Linked DNA regions of Mus musculus: regions 1, 2, 3 and 5 are each linked to region 4. Evidence: chromatin contacts called from public Hi-C, HiChIP or PLAC-seq and promoter capture Hi-C data. All regions are on one chromosome and are shown on one strand. Each heading gives the region's core, a stretch centred on a gene start, on an enhancer-like site or on the middle of the called end of the contact. The rest is flanking DNA. Distances are from core to core; before and after follow the strand shown.

What was found. Promoter capture Hi-C pulls out the DNA fragments that hold promoters and counts their contacts. Hi-C and Micro-C count contacts between places; a contact is called where the count stands out from the background. HiChIP or PLAC-seq counts read pairs in DNA pulled down with a chosen protein or histone mark.
Region 1: a contact with region 4 is called in a FOXA1 HiChIP or PLAC-seq map of pancreatic cancer cells. The contact joins the enhancer-like site here to the promoter of Dnlz in region 4. A contact is called at or near these places in 10 of 39 promoter capture datasets (embryonic stem cells, erythroid cells, fetal liver and 4 more), 2 of 115 datasets of contacts at active chromatin or transcription factors (embryonic stem cells and pancreatic cancer cells) and 1 of 9 other capture datasets (liver).
Region 2: a FOXA1 HiChIP or PLAC-seq map of pancreatic cancer cells shows a contact between it and region 4. The contact joins the enhancer-like site here to the promoter of Dnlz in region 4. A contact is called at or near these places in 6 of 39 promoter capture datasets (the C10 cell line, cranial neural crest, embryonic stem cells and 2 more), 1 of 115 datasets of contacts at active chromatin or transcription factors (pancreatic cancer cells) and 4 of 9 other capture datasets (adipose tissue, embryonic stem cells, liver and 1 more).
Region 3: a Hi-C map of bone marrow-derived macrophages shows a contact between it and region 4, with 36 read pairs. The contact joins the enhancer-like site here to the promoter of Dnlz in region 4. A contact is called at or near these places in 23 of 39 promoter capture datasets (the 3T3-L1 cell line, 3T3-L1-derived adipocytes, the C10 cell line and 12 more), 4 of 15 datasets of contacts at CTCF or cohesin (CD8 T cells, embryonic stem cells, large pre-B cells and 1 more), 11 of 484 Hi-C or Micro-C datasets (the HL-1 cell line, LSK cells, the N1E-115 cell line and 6 more), 31 of 115 datasets of contacts at active chromatin or transcription factors (the 230-238 cell line, the HPC-7 cell line, the SCID.adh cell line and 19 more) and 4 of 9 other capture datasets (adipose tissue, embryonic stem cells, liver and 1 more).
Region 5: a promoter capture Hi-C map of neural stem cells shows a contact between it and region 4. The contact joins the promoter of Agpat2 here to the promoter of Dnlz in region 4. A contact is called at or near these places in 15 of 39 promoter capture datasets (the 3T3-L1 cell line, the C10 cell line, HPC-7-derived erythroid cells and 7 more), 2 of 484 Hi-C or Micro-C datasets (CD8 T cells and bone marrow-derived macrophages), 19 of 115 datasets of contacts at active chromatin or transcription factors (the 230-238 cell line, the NIH/3T3 cell line, the SCID.adh cell line and 11 more) and 4 of 9 other capture datasets (adipose tissue, liver, macrophages and 1 more).

The regions. Positions count from the first base shown.
Region 1 is chr2:26,117,165-26,120,523 of GRCm38.p6, reverse strand. It overlaps a transcript of Nacc2 not described here. Among named protein-coding and RNA genes, the nearest start is that of Tmem250-ps, 22 kb to the left of the region's middle. Within about 2 kb of position 1,808, at least 86 of the 459 cell types and tissues checked have an H3K27ac peak or open chromatin away from gene starts, as enhancers often do. A contact at or near this core is called in liver and pancreatic cancer cells, where this site is marked.
Region 2 is chr2:26,524,221-26,527,768 of GRCm38.p6, reverse strand. No RefSeq gene overlaps it. Among named protein-coding and RNA genes, the nearest start is that of Gm35978, 22 kb to the right of the region's middle. Within about 2 kb of position 1,893, at least 108 of the 459 cell types and tissues checked have an H3K27ac peak or open chromatin away from gene starts, as enhancers often do. A contact at or near this core is called in pancreatic cancer cells, where this site is marked.
Region 3 is chr2:26,558,798-26,562,463 of GRCm38.p6, reverse strand. No RefSeq gene overlaps it. Among named protein-coding and RNA genes, the nearest start is that of Gm36171, 5.5 kb to the right of the region's middle. Within about 2 kb of position 1,358, at least 11 of the 459 cell types and tissues checked have an H3K27ac peak or open chromatin away from gene starts, as enhancers often do. A contact at or near this core is called in the SCID.adh cell line, bone marrow-derived macrophages and pancreatic cancer cells, where this site is marked.
Region 4 is chr2:26,349,972-26,353,506 of GRCm38.p6, reverse strand. It overlaps Dnlz (DNL-type zinc finger), which reads left to right and starts at 1,397. Exons shown (of 3, transcript NM_026828.3): 1 at 1,397-1,734; 2 at 2,033-2,172; 3 at 2,949-3,535. The coding sequence starts at 1,495. The coding sequence ends at 3,102. It overlaps Card9 (caspase recruitment domain family, member 9), which reads left to right. Exons shown (of 13, transcript NM_001037747.3): 11 at 493-566; 12 at 946-1,022; 13 at 1,096-1,320. The coding sequence ends at 1,195.
Region 5 is chr2:26,602,463-26,605,788 of GRCm38.p6, reverse strand. Agpat2 (1-acylglycerol-3-phosphate O-acyltransferase 2 (lysophosphatidic acid acyltransferase, beta)) reads left to right here and starts at 1,372. Exons shown (of 6, transcript NM_026212.2): 1 at 1,372-1,760. The coding sequence starts at 1,579.

The DNA of each region.
Region 1 (3,359 bases), core at 559-3,058, 230 kb after region 4:
ACCCCATCTCCTATCTTCTGGACTCTCCTCCTCCTTCCTGGTGACTTCTAGGGAGTTCTCTGGAGAGCTTACGATGGGTTGAAGTCACTTTGGGTGTAGGGGTGAAGTGACTCACCAGGCCTCCCAGGCTGCTGAGGGTGTGTGCTGTTTGTTGGTCCAGCGACCACCAACCACTATCAGACCTCAATCCCTTACCTTCCTCTGCCACAAAGCCACAAACCCTCAGTGTGAGGCTCAGAGAAAGTGACTTCTGTCTACACCCCCTGTCCCAGTTATGTGCTGCTCTCCTGCAGATACCCACCCTTGCCTTACTAGCTGCTGCTTTTGTGTGTCTGGCCCACAGTGGCCTCCTGCTGTGCCTAGATTCTCGAGGTGACATAGGCTGCCTTCCAGCTCTGAAGAGTCATGGCTGGTTGGAATGGGGTTGGATGCGGGTACCCATGGCGATGTTTCTAGGGGTCACCCTCATCTGAGTCACACCTGTGTGGACTTTGAGACCTGTTTTTGCTTTGCTTTATTTTTTTATTATTTTTTTATTTTTTGAGACAGAATCTTATGTCATTCAAACTGGCCTTGAGCTCACTCTGTAGCTGAGGATGACCTTGAACCCCTGACCCTGCAGCCTTCTAAGATCTGGGATTACAAGTATGTGTCCTTATACCCTACTCCAGGTTTGGCCTTTTGGAGAAGTGAGCAGAGCCATGTGGTAATGCAAGAGACACTTCCTCAATGCAAGGGGCAGTCACCACCAGCCCCCGGGACACTGGGCTTTAGCTGTTCCTAGCAGGTGTATGCTTCCTGCAGCTGGCCAGTGGGCGAGTGTATAAAGTCTGCTTTGCCTGAGTATAATCAGGTGATGAAGGAGCACTAGAGTCTGTTTAGGACTGACTTGGCAAGACTCTTCTACTCAGGCAGTATGAGCAGCCTGGCCCTGAGTTATCATGAGAAGCTTGGTTAGCATCTAACATAGTTTCTCAGATGTGGGCAGCTCTTCTCAGAGCCTTGTCCACCATTGCCTCCTCCTGGGATTTGTTTTTTTTTTTTTTTTTTTCCTTTCAGCCTTACAGCATTCTCACCCCCATCCCCTGGCTGGGCCCCGACTACAGGAGAAGCAGCAGCATGTGATCTGGCCCGAGGTGGCTGCTCTAGCCTGCTCTCCAGTGCAAGGATCCTGGCAACCTCTGTTGCTGTTTTAGCAGATTCTCACTCTTTCCTAGGCTGTCTCCTGTTGGCATCACCTGCACTTCTCCTAGAGCCAGGCTGCTCTCTGCTGCAGTTGGCCAAGCCTGTCTTTGACATTGGAAGTTGGGGTTTTAGAAGCAGAGACCTGTGTGTCTGGTTCTCCCAGCCTACAGGCCTGTGTCCTCAATTTGGAGCTCATGCTGTCTCTCGCCCAGAGAGGAGTCTGAGCAGAGCAAAGCATGGACTCTGACCCAGGATCTGCCTGCCCTGGAGTCTGCAGTGCCAGGCCTGGGTTCTGAGTTAGGAATTTAAGGCCAGATTACTGGAGATTTTGCCCCCTCCCCAGGCTGTCCCTCTCTGGAATCCAAGCTAGGTCTCCAAGCAGGCTCTGCCTGGCCTGCTGCCCTTGGGATGAGGAGACCCTTGGTGAGAATGTTGCTGGCCCTTTAAGGGGAGGCTGGCTCCGTCTCAGGGGGAAGGAGGCTTTTTCTCTGGAGTTGTTTCCAGGTCCCTGGGGAAGGGCTGGCTGGGGCTCTTAGGAATCATGCCCTCCTCCCTGCACCAGGCCTGGCATCCTGGAGGGCACCCAGCCACAGATGGGCCTCCAGCTCCAGGCCCGCCCCTTGCTGGTGTCTGGGAAGCAGGCAGGGGTGGGGTGGGGCGGGAACAACTTGGGGCCTGAAAGTGCCCATATATAGTCACTGGGGGTGAGCAAGGAGTCAGGCCTGTGAGCTGTCTGATCCTGGGGTGGCTAGTGCCCCCTGGTATTCCAGTGGGGAGGGATTGCCATCTGAAAGGCAGGAGGATATAGGGTAAAGTGCACTGGGTCCAGCAAAGGCAGCCCCCAAGGAATGTTTATTGATTGAAAATAAAATGTCCCAATTCCTCTGTAGTTAGATCCAAGAATACTTTGAAAACTTCCATTTTGTAAAAGTCAGAAGTAACAGTATGTCCATAGTTAAAAGTGGTTGCAGTCCCTGGTGGGATTCATTCCAACATGAAAGGCTGAAGCCCCTTTTATGGGGGCTTCTGAGTGTCTCTTCTTACTCACAGCCCAATTTGGAGAGAAGGGCTTGCTTGCCTCAGCCTCTGATGTTTCTGGAGTCTCTCCATTCTGTCTCCTATGTTGCTGGTGTTGGTGTTGGTGGGGGTGGGGGTGGGCGGTGTGGGCTGCTACCTGTGGATGGGGCATTCCCTCCCCACTGGAGCCCCGGGCCTTCGTCCTTGGCCGGCCTCCTCTGCCCAGCCACTCTTTGCTGCACTCTTGACTCTGCTTTTAAAAATCACAATGTTAACACAGCTTTTGCTCATTTAATCTAGTTACTATTGTGCTGCTAAGCGCCTTTGTTAAGTTTTGTATATTGATACTTTTTGTTGTTGTCAGCAGTTTTTTTTTCTTTCTTTTTTTTTTTTTAAAGATATAAAGCCATTAGGGTGAGAGAAGATTAAAAAGATACATTACAATTAAAATGTTAATGAAATCTGCATCATACAACTTTTGAAACCCTTCAGGCATTTATCTTGCCTGTGTCATGTCCATTAACTTTGGCTATTCTTATTCCACACTGACCCCTGCTGAGAGATTTGTGCTATAATTGGATTTTTTTTTTCTTAAATAAAAAAAAGGGGGGGGGAAGCTTTTAAGAAAATAGAGGTTGAGTGGCCGGTCCTGGTCCTGAAATGAAGAGAGTAGAAAATGGGAAAGCCTGGCTCTCTCCCTCACTGGGCAAGCTCAGAGCCCATCCCTCAGCTTTAAGATGTGTATTTGGGGTGTGGTTTTACAAGAGGAAGAGCCTAGAGGGATGGGGGGTGTGAGCCTGAGGGCCAGGTTGGGGTATTGGGTATACTCATTCCCCAGGGAAGAGACTAGAAGCTGGAATGTGTGTGATAGGAGACTCCCGCCCCCCCATTACTCCCCTTTACCTGGGACTATTTAAGGGCACACTGGTGTTTCTGGCTAGGGTTTTGGGCTATGAAAAGGGGGGTTCCCCAGGTCTTCTTCCCAGGACAGTTGAGAGTTCAGGGCAGGACTGTGTGACTTCTGGGCAGGTGGGTTGGATGTGTGTGCATACATATGTATATGTATGTATATATGCAGATGTGTGTTCATGTGACCCATGGCCAGCAGCCTCTCTCTGTCCCCAGGACTGGCTTTCCCAGGACAGCTCTGTGGGCAC
Region 2 (3,548 bases), core at 644-3,143, 170 kb before region 4:
AACAATAGCAACAAAACTCAGAAGGTGTCCCTAGGAAGTAGCGTGTGACAGTTGGTCGCTTTACCTGTCCGTTGCCTGGCAGCCTTATTCATCCTTTTCTGTTCCTCCAAGTACCTTCCTGCCAAGGCTGCTTCCTTTAGGGGCATAGAGGCATGGCTCACCCTCTTTAGACTGCTTCACCTTTCTTTTTGTTTTTTCAAGACAGGGTTTCTCTGTGTAGCCCTGGATGTCCTAGAACTACATCTTAGACCCGGGTGGCCTTGAACTCAGAGATTAACCTGCTCCTGCCTCTCAAGTACTGGGATTAAAGGGGTGTGCAACCACAACCAGCTTGTTCCCATCACTTTAATGCAGGTGCAACTGTGGGCTTCCGAGTGGGTCTCCCACCTGGAGTCAGGAGCGGTCTTGCTAAGGCCATAGCAGAGTCCCTGAAACAGATGGAAGAAGAATGGAGGAACATTCTATGCTGAGCGGCTCTGGATGAACTCTGATTCCAAAAGAGCTCAATTCCCACAGGCCCAGCTGTCTCCCAGAGTCCCAAGAGACCCCTGACCACCTAGCTGGAATTTCTGGAGACAGAACAAGAGACCTTCTCCTAATCAACAGGGGGCTGGCCAGGGGAGCCCTTGCCCACCCAGGGTTCCCTTCCTGCCCTGCCACTCCATGGCTCCAGGGATCTGGGGGACAGTCCCACCCGACCAGAGGAAATCCTTGAATTTTCCGAGGGTGAATGGAAGCAACCCTTCTTGTTTATTTCCTGGTGAATTGTAGAGGGTGGGAAAGTGGCAGGGGGGCTGGCTTTAACTCTTTCTCCCCTGGATTTAATTGTCCCCTTTCCGGCCAGGCTCCTCCAAGCTCCTGGCGCCTGGCTTTCCTGAGTCTTGGGATGGGGGGGAGGGTTATGTGAAAAAACACAACAAAAAAACAACGTTTAGCAATAAATAAGTCCCTGGCGTGTAGAGTCTGGGAACCAGGAAACGCTTCCCCAGTCCCCGGCTGGAGCTAGGACACAGAGGGGTGGTGGAGGAGCACACACCTGACCAGGAGCCAGGCCTGTGAGGCTGGGGGAGGTGGGAACATCAACTCCTGCCCTTGCTGCAAAGCTCAGACATCCCACCCCATCCACCCACTCTGCAGAGCAGAATAAACTCACAGGCGGCTCTGGGCTTCTGGGATGTTCAGTTCTGGCAGGGGGGCCAGGCAGCCAAGGCAAGCTTTTCCCATTACCTCACCGGAAGGGCTGAGTGGAGGCTCTCAGTGGGTTATGGATCTGGTCTGAGCCGTCTCTGCAGAAGTGTACCCCAAGTCCAAACCTAGGGATCTCCTTCCAGCTGGGTCCAGTTTAGGAGTCCACTGAGACCCCGGATGCAGCCCCAGTGTACTAAGGGCCTCCCTTGCCCCTACCTGTGGTCCTCTCTACCACTCAGGACTATGTGTTCTTCTGGAATTCTTCTCTGCATAAAAATGGATGAACTCTTGTCAGAGTACTTCCCTTTGCATACATGACACCATGGGTTTGATTCCTCAGCATTATAAACCCCCTACTTAAAAATTAGAGGTTTATACTTGTAATCCCAGCACTTGGGAAGCTGAAGTATGGGGGGTTGCTGTGAGTTCAAAGCTAGCCTAGGATATAGAGTTAGTCACTGACAACATTAGTAAACCTTCCAGACCTGGAGACTGGTCCATGGAGGAGGCCCCCCTCTCCCTACCCCATCTCCACCCCCACACCAGCATCAACACCTGAGCTGAACATCTCAGTGCCGCTTTGGCCTGCTCACCAACTCTCTGAGTCATGTCCTAGGCTACCCCCTCCCCCCAACTTACACACACTAGCCTGGGACAGACCAGGAAATGTGATCTGCCAGTGTGACCGGCAGGCCAGCTCCGCCCTCCACACACCAGTTCTCACAGCCCTAGAAGCAGGACCCAGATTCCCACATGGCTGATTCCCTCAGCAGATGCTCCTCCGCCCCCAGCTTGCTACAAACACCAACCAGATGTTGGGACTGTCGCCCGTGGGGGTGGTGTGAGGAAATGTTTTCTCTGGGGAGCCCAGCCTGGAATAAGTAAGACCTGGAGGGGTGCAGATCTATACTGAGGACGCAGCTAAGAACGTCAAAACAGAGCAATGCAAGCCCTCTGTGTGGCACACATAGGGAGACCAAGAATGGGGAGGCCACCAGGTTGACCTGCCTGAAAGTAGGAACCGGAGCCTCCCAAGTCTGACCAGCACAGAGACCTCAGGCTACACAGTGCCTCCCTGAGCCTGACTGGCCTCTGTCCCCCATGCAGTTGGAGATGTAAGAGGCTGTGCAGGGTCACTACAGCAAATTTACACAGAGGAGGATGAGCCCAGACAGCTCAGCTCAGCTCTGTATCACTGTGGAGAAGCCCATGGGTCAAGACCCCTGGAACTCAGCCTCTGCAGGCCATCCCTTGCTAGAGACCCATGTCCTCTAAGACAGACCCAGGTGACCTCCCTCCCCTTCATCCCTCTCCGCATAAAAACACACAACCAAATGCAGATGTTATAATTTGTATATGCTTATACATGCACACACTACAGGTCACTTACCAGTAAGAGTATGAAAACAGAAACTTACACACGTGTGTTAGCACACACACATGCTCACAAGTACATCTATACTTTCAAACATGACAGCAAGCACTTGAGCAAAACTCACATATAGACACCCCCACACAGGAACACACACACGCATATTTGCACATCACAGAGCTGCACATCTGGAGCACACTCTGTAGGGTAAATGACCATTTTCACATAGCCGTTCACCCCGAGCCTTTTCCAGTGCAGCTCAGCCAGGCTCTGTGCCAGTGAAGACTCAGAGCAGAGTCAAGATGACCTGACCCAGGGGGCTCCAAAAGCCACCACAAAGCTTCACAGGACAGGCCTCTCTTCCTGAAGCCTGCAGGGGTAGCAGCATTGCAGCAGACCTGGACAGAGGAGAGGTGTGTGCCCAGAAGACAGGCAGGCACCTGCCAAGCTATAAGAAGTTAGCCTTGGCACAGTATAGCCAAGATTGCCTCCAGCTACCAAACCCAGGGAGTAGATAGGGAGTAGAGCTGGATAGGTCCCTTCCACATGACCAAATGAGTGAGCTGCTTCTTCAGGTTGGCTCCTGCCACTTGGAATTCACACACACACACACACACACACACACACACACACACACACACACACACACCTCTCCCCTGCAAAAAGGAAGAAGAAAAAAGAAAATTCCAATTTGTGTTGCCCATATACTCACTGGAGACTGGAGCATGGTAAAATCTCAGTGTCCAGTCCCTTAAGGAAAACTGAGTCCTTCCCCACCTGCATCCTCACCAAAAGCCATGAGTTGTGGAGAGCTACACTTCTGTATCCTTAAGAGAGTTTTTTTTGTTTGTTTGTTTTTGTTTTTTGTTTTTTTTTTCGAGACAGGGTTTCTCTGTGTATCTCTAGCTATCCTGGAACTCACTTTGTAGACCAGGCTGGCCTCGAACTCAGAAATCCACCTGCCTCTGCCTCGCAAGTGCTGGGATTA
Region 3 (3,666 bases), core at 109-2,608, 210 kb before region 4:
TTTATTTATTTATTTATTTATTTATTTATTTATTTATTTATTTTTTAAAAACTCGTTCATTTCTATATGCATTGGTGTTTTGCCTGCATGTCTGTCTGTATGAGAGGTGCTGGGTCCCTGGAACTGGAGTCACAGGCAGCTGTGAGCTGCCATGCTGGTTCTGGGATGTAAACTCCGGTCCTCCCCTCCCCAGCTCCCTCTTGGTCCATTCTAATCTCAGTTCTATCTACTTGTTTTCTTTCTGCTTTATTGGTATGCAATCTCCTCGTCTGCAGTCCTTGGAGGTGGCAGCCCTGCCATTCCTTCCCCACCGGCCTGGATCGTGGGGAGGAGCAGGTCCCTACCTACCCCTGTTGGCCCTGGCCCTGCTTCTCTGGAGAGGTCCTGAGTCCTCTCCTTCCAACCCTGGGGTGGATGAGGGAAGTGTAGGTTTCCAGGTCAAAAACACAGGCTCTGAGTTCAAACCACAGTGTTTAGAGCAAGGGGCTCCCCAGCTCCTTCCCTTCCTCCGTCCCTGTAAACCCCAAGTGGCCAGAGTTCTTGCCAGCCTGCTCTGAGCACCTCGTATTTATTTCACTTCTGGTCTGGGAGGAATCCCAGATGATGCAGAACCACAAGGTGACCACAAGGGGACAATGTGGCTTTAGAAACGGTCATGGATGTAGCCTGTGTACATAGGTATGTGTGATCCCACTCTTCCAGGTACCCACAGTTTGTCTGGACCCTGTACCTTCCTCAGCTTCTCTCCCACCCTAGACCCAATGGCCATCAATATCCAGGCCTCCGAAAACCCTTCAGTATCCTCATGGCCTACCAAGGGATACCAGCTGCTTGAAGACTAGGAAGGTTTGTGGGGGAGGGGTAAAGACAAGTTTGAGGGGAGGAGAAGGAGGAAGCTCTCCTAAAAGAGGCAAGGAGGGTTCCCCACTCTTAGTCCAGGCCTCCTCTGCAACCTCCCCTCAGATGGGAGCTCCCCATTCTCAGAGACGAGGAACTTGACGGTCCTGACTGGAAGTCAGCACAGGACCACAGGTGGGTCCATACTAGTGCTACTGTGGACTGGAGAGGACTTTGGCAAGGCAGACACAGATGAAGACAAGGCATTTGTGTTGGAGCTCCTGAGGCCAGCAGGAAGCCATGCTTCATCCTCTGGGGCTGATGCTGCTCTCAGTTTCCATTCCCTGACATCCCCTCGTTAGCCCCTCACCGAACACCTCTTGTTCAGCCAGCAAAGCATGAGTGCTGAGTAATAACTCCTTTGGCTTGCAGCAGCTGGGATGCTTGTAGCCCAGTTGAAGGGGCTCTGAGAAGGTAATGGGGCACAAGGATACGCAAGCCTGCCTGCAGGGTGCTCCATTGTGCCAAGGTCGATAGGTTGGAGCATGTCAGCCAATTCCAGCCCCCGCCCCAACAAATCAAAGCAGCAGCATATGGATGGTCAGCAGGCCTTTGTGTGTCCAGAAGAGTGGGCTGGGACATCCCTGTTCTGCCTTACTGCCTCTGCTCAGCTCCATCCCTGGCCCTGGCAACAGACACGTCTGACCCCCAGCAACAGGTAACTGGGTTGTCAGAGAAACCAGGGTACAGGACGGGCAGTGGGTGGGTGCAGTATCCAGTGAGGACCTCAGTCTCCAGGGTCCCTACAAGAGGCAGGTCACACCTGAGCCTGCACACGGAGCTCTGTTAAGTAGAGGCACGGTGCAGTGTCCACCCTCACAGCACTTGAAGGCCCTTTAGGGCTCTGTACTCTGCACTCGGGTACAAAGGCTGGGGAGGGCAGCCTACAGGCTTTGTCCAGAGATCTGTGGTGTCTAGGTTTCAGGATACTAACCTAACTTCAGGGTGTCTGGCTGCAGGCTTCCAGCTGCACACCTGGCATTCACAGTACTGAAAGCAGGTCTATAGCCCTGGGACTGTAGCCTGGGTGGCATGCCTCAGTGTCCCCGAGAGCCTTTAGAAGCCAATGGAGTCTGGCGAGCCCCAATAAGGTACCAAGACAGACTGTGGAGGGAAGGCAAGAACTGTGGGAACAGGGAGAAAGCAGGTGTCTGGTGGCCACAGGCTCCCTCGGGATGGGAAGAGCTGTTATTCACAAGTGAAGTGGAGAGGTGACTTGAAGCTGACCTTGGTTGCTGGGCAAGCAGCCCCAGGTGGCTCAGTTCCTCACTGTCCCCAGCCCTTCTCATCCAGTCTGACCAGCTCTGAGGTTCAGCCCAGACCCTGGGCTTAGACTCACAAAGGACCCTGGGCCTCTCTGTTCTCTGTTACTCCGCTTACCCTCAACCTCTTGCCCTTATATCCTGATGGATCTCTCTGATCTCCGACATTCAACATGCCTAGCCAGACCTAGGTCACATGACCCAACAAACATGCAAAGCACATGAATTATCGTATTAATTAATTAATTAAATTTACACTCCTACTGAAATGTCCCTCTGTCCTCTCCTTTCAGGCCTCCCCACTCCCTCATCTCCTCCTCCTCCCATGGTTATCAAACAGCCCTGGTGTATCAAGTCGCAGTAAGACTAGGAGCATTCTCTCCTAAGAGGTCAGATGAGGTAGCCCAGTAGGGGGAAAGGGTCTCAAAGACAGCCCTGCTCCCACTGTTAGGAGCACATGAACACCAAGATACACAACTGTTACATATTTGCAGAGGGCCTAGGTCAGTCCCATGCAGGCTCCTTGGTTCAGTCTCTGTGAGCCCCTATGGGCTCATGTTAGTTGATTCTGTGGGTTTTCTTGTGGTGCCCTTGACCCTCCTGGCTCCCACAATCCTTCCTCTCCCTCTTCCACATGATTCCCTGAGCTCTACCTAATGTTTGACTGTGGGTCTCTGCATCTGTTTCCATCAGTTTCTGGGTGAAACCTCTCTGATGACAGTTATGCTAGGCTCTGTCTGCAACTATAGCCAAAAATCATTAACAATATCAGGGGTGGGCTCCCTCTTATAGCGTCACATGAATTATCTTAATTTCTTTTAAAACAAGGTAGAAAAGTAACCTTTGGAGGTAAGAAAATGTTTTACTTATAGTATTAATAGAGTTGCTTTTGCTAGTTTGGCTTTCTTTTCTCTTTCTGTCTTTTTTCTTCCTTCCTTCCTTCCTTCCTTCCTTCCTTCCTTCCTTCCTCCCTCCCTCCCTCCCTCCCTTCCTTTCTTCCTTCCTTTCTTTCTTCCTTTCTTCTTTTAATACAAGTCATTTATTGTGCCAAAGGACACCCCGAATCACACTTGTAATCAGGATCTTGCTTCTGGAGCTGGGTAACATAGCCTCACTCGTCAGCCTGCTGTTCTGTTCCCTCTTCAGACATAGATGCTATGCAAGCACTTTCTGATGCCCTTTTTTTTAACTGTTATGATTTGCTGATTCAAAGCTGCTGAATTTGAAACAAGTTCAATACCATTTCCTTCAAGGATTGATTCATCCTTCTGGGTTTAAAAAAAAGAACAAGCAGCACCCTTCATCCAGGCCCTGCAGTTGTACTTTTTCACCCAGGAAATTTCAGGTTTCAGCCAAAGACCCATTCTCCTGATTAAGGGCATCGGTGGGGAAGTGAGCGTCCACAGAAGTCCTCTTGCAATGGAAGCCCAGCGTTACACCCTTATTCATGTTCTCAACATGACTGCAGATAGTTCGGACAGTAGCAGTTTTTTTTCTGTTATCCCAA
Region 4 (3,535 bases), core at 148-2,647:
CTTCTACCTAGAGGCTTGAGCCTTGGTTTGCCCAGGACCTGGGGCATGCTGGCTCTGGCTACCTGGAATGATTATTCTTCTAATTAATATGGTGTACTTGCACTAACCCAGGCCCCCGATGCCCTGAGCTCTCCACTGAGGCTGCCCCCACACCACCCATGGGAACCACTAGACACAAAAATGTTGCCAAGCTAAAAGGGACATGGACTGGGGCATGCATTCGCAAATAATCATGGGGACCTGGAGTCTTTCCTAGCCATCTGTCCTTGTGTTTGGTGACAGTCAGCTTGGGCGGTATGGGTGACTGATGGTAGGAGCCCTGTTGATGTAGCAGTCAAGGGCTCAGCCTGTTTCTGTGAAATGCAGTCCCCACTGGACTCATGCAAAGGTCCCAGCCCGTAAGGCTGACCTAGGCTAATGCTAGTTGGGCTGTTTGCAGAGGGAGGTGGCCATACCAGATGGGGCCCCCATAAGCACAGATCTTCCTTTCAGGTGTACTGGCAGACAGGGAGAGCCCAGAGCAGCCCTTTATGGCTCTGAACAAGGAGCATCTTTCACTGACCCATGTAAGGCTGATTGGGGTTCCCAAGAGCCCTGGTTACTACATGGCTGATCCTGGGGAGGAGGGTGACGCCACTGGACAGCTGGGGATCACAAGGTCTTTGGTAGTGTATGGGTAGGATGTAACATTTGGATAGTGGGGTGGTTGGACAGGGGAGGGGACAATGTAAGGACACCCATACTGCTGTTCACTGCAAAGAAGTCTTCCACTCACCTGGCTACAAAGGGGTTGTCACCCCACGCTCAGTCATCTCGGAGTCCAGCAGACCCCACGGCCAGCTAGCTATGCTCCACACCTGCTGGAGTCCCAGGGCTGCCGTGGTAAGGCCACGGTGTCCAGCTGCCCGCCCCGTTGTCCAGCTGCCGGCCCCGTTCCTTCTCTAGGGCATGGGGCCCAGCAGCAGCGAGCCCCCGGAGAAGGAGCGGCGGCGCCTCAAGGAGAGCTTCGAGAACTACCGCAGGTGTGGGGCGGCGGGCAGGACGGCTGGCGGGTGGGACACCTGTGCCTACCTGCTCACACTGCGGGCCCCACAGGAAGCGGGCGCTCCGCAAGATGCAGAACAGCTGGCGGCAGGGAGAAGGGGATCGCGGGAATACGACAGGCAGCGACAACACCGACACCGAGGGCTCCTAGCGAACCGCGCCGAGGCTGAGCATCTGTGGAATTGTGAAAGGATGCTGCGGTTTTTTTTTTTTTTTTTTTTTTTTTACTGTATTAGAATTAGAAAATGCAACTAAATAAAATAATCACCGAGCTGAGCCTGTTGGTTGGATATGCAAGCGGGGCGACACCAGGGGGCAACAGAAAGCAGTGCACCGGTGGCGGATGGAAGCCGAAGAGGGCCGCTTCCGGCCGCTGCGCCCGTTACCAAAATGGTCGACGCAGCTTCACGGGGCGGTGCAAGAAAAGGTGGCTAAGGATTCGCAGGCGGGATGTTGCGGACAGCGCTGAGCCGCATGCCGACACTACTTCGTAGTGTGCGGACCCGGGATTCCGGACCGCGGCGGCTTTGGGATTTGGGGGCTCGCCTAAAGACCGCGGAGAGACTTCGGGGCTGGGCCTGGGGCTGGGCCTCGGGCTGGCGGAGCTCGAGCTCCGCGCCGGGATCAGGGCGTGCGGCGGCGCTGGGGCGCGTGGAAGCGGACCACTATCAACTCGTCTACACCTGCAAGGTGGGCGCTGTCGGCAACACCTGGTGCTGGCTGGTTTCCTGTTGGTGTAGGGTCCTGGCAGAAACGTGGAAGTATCCTTCGGACCAGGGAGGAGGCGGAGTCTTTACAAATGGCTGGGTGGGAATGAGGCACAGGGCCTTCTAGGTTGGGTTATCAGGAGACAGGCGTCTAGAAATGACGCCGTCGCCTAGGTGGGATCATCAGAGAAAGGGTTGAGGCTGTCCCTCGGGATGGAGTTAGACCTTGGGAGAGACTTTCCTGTGTATGCCTTGCCTGACCACCTCTCTAACCCAGCTAGGTCTGTGGGACTCGGTCATCCAAGCGCATCTCAAAGTTGGCCTATCACCAGGGCGTGGTCATCGTGACTTGCCCTGGTTGCCAGAACCACCACATCATCGCAGACAACCTAAGCTGGTTCTCTGACCTGAAGGGGAAGAGGTGAGGCCAGCTGGGAGGGGTAGGAGACAGTAAGATTGTGGCCCTGTGTGAGCCTGGATCCATTGCCTGGATCTCTCTACCTGGACAGCCCAGCTTCCACGTGGACCTGGAAGCAGTTGAATTTGAACTTCAGATGAACCATGAATGGCCCCAAATATGGCAAACTAGTTCTATGGCTCTACCTCTGTCACTGCCTGACCTCTGATCTCGCCAGGGGCCTTATCAATCTCTAGTGGAGGCTTTTTGTCCTCTGCCAACTCAGGGCAGATGGAAGGGTATGTGTCAGATTATGGACTGGGGCAGCCTTCAGTGGTGTTCCCACTTTTGGGAGAGCAGTGGGGAGGGCCAGGAGTCAGTTTGGAGGCTGTGCCTGATGCCTTCTTAATGTTCTATGAGGAGGGATCAGTGGCAGGAGTAAGGGCAGAGCCACAGAGGAGATAGCCTGTGATAAGTGTGCAGGCCTTGGGTCTCTAGGGTTCGCCTCTTAGACCTGGACTGCAGAGAAATCTCAGCTCTGATATGTAGGGACAAGACTGAAATGCAGGGATGGGTGTTACCTGGTGAGAGGCAGGGCCACGGCCCTTGGTGGTACACTGTACGAGAGAGATGGCTTCTGAGGACTTGTTAACAGATACATTTGGTGAAGGTGCCATTAGGTGCCTGCAAGGTACTGGTGTCACTTGGATGCTGGGACAAGTGTTCCAGGCCCAAGATGACCATGGGATGCCCTTGAGGGAGCCCAGAGTAAGGCTGATGCTGCTCTTACTGTCTTGCAGGAATATTGAAGAGATCCTAGCAGCCAGAGGAGAGGAGGTACGCCGAGTGTCTGGTGACGGTGCCCTGGAACTGATTCTGGAGGCTGCTGTACCCCCTGACACCCCAGAAGGGGATGAGGATCCCCCCAACCCTGGCAAGATGGGACAGAGCTGATCTGCATACTCCTACAGCTGCAGACTCCAGTCTTCCCAAAAGTCGCTCCCTTCACTTGGAGCCTCACAAGCCTGCTGCTGTTCCTTGTCAGTAAAAAGCCATCACCTCCAGGCACCGGGCCTGGGCTCCTGTTTTTCTCTTGTGAAGTCAGAACAACTCTGTGGCTGTAGGAGCCCAGCCTCATGCCCACCCATGATAGCCACAGTGGTGGCTTCGGGGGTGGCTTTGTCCCAGTGCAGTCGGTCTCCTTCTTAAGTAGGGCTGGATCTGGTCTTGAGTTAGGCTCGTGGCCTCAGGTGGTTTTTTGTTCCTCAGAGCTCTTTACTTCTTCCTTCTATATGACCTGCCTCCACCCCCACCCCACCCCCAGCCCTGGTGGCTTCTGTTGTTGAGCTAGTGTCCAGCCCAGCCCTGAGGTTTGGTTTCTGTAGCA
Region 5 (3,326 bases), core at 123-2,622, 250 kb before region 4:
AGGACTCAGCATACATTCCTGAGGGGGCTGCAGAGCTGTGAGGACCTGATGCCTTGGAGATCTCAGCTGGGATCCTAGCAGCCCCGTAGCACCCCTCTCCCCCCCCCCCTTCTCTCCAAGCATATCTGGGTCTTCTACCAGAGAAGCTGAAACCCTGCAGCTCACCCTGCCTGCAACCTCATGAGCACAGAAGCCTGAAGCTGGAGTGACTCCTGGTGGTTCCTTACCCACCCTGGCACAGCTTTGGCCCTGCTTTAAAAGCTAAGCACAGGGCTGGCGAAATGGCTCAGCCGGTAAGAGCATTGACTGCTTTTCCGAAGGTCCTGAGTTCAAGCCCCAATAACCACATGGTGGCTCACAACCACCGGTAATGAGATCTGACACCGTCTTCTGGTGTACAAGCAGGGATTGAGGGAGCAGAGTTGACCAGAGTTGAGTGGGCTAACCGGAGCGAGCAGGGGTCCTAAAAATTCAATTCCCAACAACCACATGAAGGCTCACAACCTATAGCTACAGTGTACTCGCATACATAAAATAAGTCTAAAAAAAAAAAAAAAAGCTAAGCACAGTTATATAGGTAGATATTAAAATTATCATCTCTCCGGATCTGAGAAAACCAGAGATTCTCTCAGAATGCCTGGATATAGGGGAGCCTGTGGGCACATTAATATCTACAGCCATCGCTGAGTTCCACACCTAGGTGCAGACCAACCTCACCAAAAAAGAAGCTAGATGCATTTTGTCACTGACATCTGCTCTGAGAACATGATCAGGAAGGATGTATATGGCTGGCCTGCAAGCCCAAGGCTTCTTACTACAAGTGTCCCAGTGAGCACCAACTACAGGCTGGCGGTTAGAACACAGTGCGCATGGGAACACAATCGCCTGATCCACACTGCTGGCCGGGCATCAGAAGGTCCCCGGTGCCACATTACCCCAGAGACACCCCCACTCCAAAACTCTCACTACTCCTTCTGCCTCCCCCAGCTCGTTGCATCATGGGAATAGGGCTTCAGTCTCCCTGCTCAAGGGAACCTAAAGGGCCCAGGCCACCAGCCAGGTGGCCTAGTCAGGTAACCATTGGTCACTCAGTAGCCGGTCAATGGTCCTTTGTGTGGTGACAAGACTGGCATAATGGGCACGTCTTAGGTCGGTTGCACACCCTTAGGGAGCTGCGGTGCCAGGCTGGGGACTTGTGGCCGCAAGCCCCGGTGCAGGGGCGTGGGAGGCAACGCCAGAGCCCAGGCCACCCGGCAGCTCAGAGATGGGAGCCGCGGGACGAGTGAGGGAACCTCAATGTCCTGCCGCAAGGGGCAGGGTGGCAGGGAGGGGCGGGGCGGAGAGGGTGACACCCGAAGGGCCGAGGGAGGCGGGGTCCGCGTCCAGGACGCGGCGGGGCGGAGCGGGGCGCGATGCCCCCCGGCAGGGCCAGGCCCGGAGGGGCGGGAACAGGGCGGGACGGCCGCACCTAGCTCTGGGCTTCCAGCCTGGCCCGCCCTCTACCCTCGGCGCTCCTCAAAAGGGGCGCGGGCGGCGGGTGGAGGGCGGCGGCGCCGTCGGGGCTGGGGTGCGGCCGCCATGGACCCGTGGCCATGGCTGACGGCGGCGCTGCTGCTGCTGTTGCTGCTTGTGCAGCTGAGCCGCACAGCCAGGTTCTACGCCAAGGTCGGTCTCTACTGCGTGCTCTGCCTGTCCTTCTCCGCCGCGGCCTCGATCGTCTGCCTGCTGCGCCACGGCGGCCGCACCGTGGATAACATGAGGCAAGGGGGCCGGACGCCGGGATGGGCGCGCGCTTCCGCTTTCCTAACTTCTGAGCTCCTCGCGTTCTTTCCTTCCTGCCCCGCCCGCCCCGCCGTCCCCACGGTCCGGAGCCTCCGACGACGCGGCTTCCCGTCCCAGGGGCGCGTGTCACGATGTGCGCCGCTTGTAGGGCTCGGCCCTGCGGCGCCCCCTGCGCGCAGCGTGGAGTGTCGGGTTTGCGCGCGCCGCTAGCTTTGGGAGAGGGAGGGGGCCGAGCGAAGGTGGGACAGGCCCAATCCCACTTTCACCAGCAGGGAAACCGAAGCCTAGCCAGGCTTCCGGTCCGTGCTTCCACCTCTCTGCCGGTTAGAAGACACCTGTGCCCAGGTTGTAGCCACAGGTTCTCCTTGTCATTAACTTCCTCTTCTGGGGGGTGGGGGCCGAACTGTCTTTGGACCTGGCTTGCTAGCAATAAAGGAAGGAGGCTGTGGCCAGAATCCTCCTCTGCCCATCTCCCAGAGCAGGGAAGCTTAGTGGACAAGCAAAAGGTACAGGTATGGAGATCAGGCTAGGTTGTCCTGCAATGGGGGCTGCCCGAGAGAAAAAGCCTCTAGTCCTTTCTCCCTGTCCACACTCCCAGGAGACTGTTGCTACATTTCTTTCTGCCCCATTTGGACTGCTGAGAGGGTGGGTTTTGCAATGTCCTGGCCTTGGCCTTGCCTGGGTGTTTCGGACCTTGTGCCCCTGAAGCCCCTCCTCCCCCGCGGTAGTTACAAGGACTGTGAATGATGGTTTCCTGACTCTCGGCTGTATCTGGTCGTCTTTGGGGTTAGGATGCTGTCCTGACCAGCCATATTTTGTGGGTCCCAGCCCTCATTTCTCAGGTGCTTATAGTGACTATCCAGTGTCCCAGGGAGCAGACATGCAGAGGAGACCCTTGCACAGAAGACAAGGGTGCCCTAGCTATGCACTTTTCACGGTGCATAGAACAGGGTGGGGAGGCCTGCTCCCCACCTCCCCACCCTGTCTTAGGGTTCCTGTCTTAAATCCTCATAAGGCGATGAGTTGAGATAGGAACAGCAGGGCCCTTGGAGTATTGCAAGCATGACATCCTCCAGGGATGACCGTAGAGAGGGGTGAGTGGAAAAGAAAGGGATTGACTAGCTAGGAGGTGGAGGCTTGCTCAGTCCACATATGGACTCATCCCCATCTCGTGCCTCCCTGGCCTAGGCCAGCCAAGCTTGGGTTGCAGATGCTACTCTGCCTGGGCAACAGATGGGACTGAGGTTCAGAAAAGCAATTTGACAGAAAGGTTTGCGGACTGGGAGAGTTTGGAAAGAAGGAGGCAAGGGATCAAGATCCCCCCAGCCAGGACAGGGTGCTCTGGGAACCGAACCCCAGAGGGCCAGTGTATAATAAATTCTATAATAAATTCCCTTGGTGCCGGCTCAGCTATAGTGATGCTTTCCAAGGGTGCTGCATACAGTCACTCTAAGGCAGAGACTTTCAACCTAATGCTGTATGACCCTTTAAACAGTTCTTCATATTGTGGTGACCCCCCCAACCATAAAATTATTTTCATCACT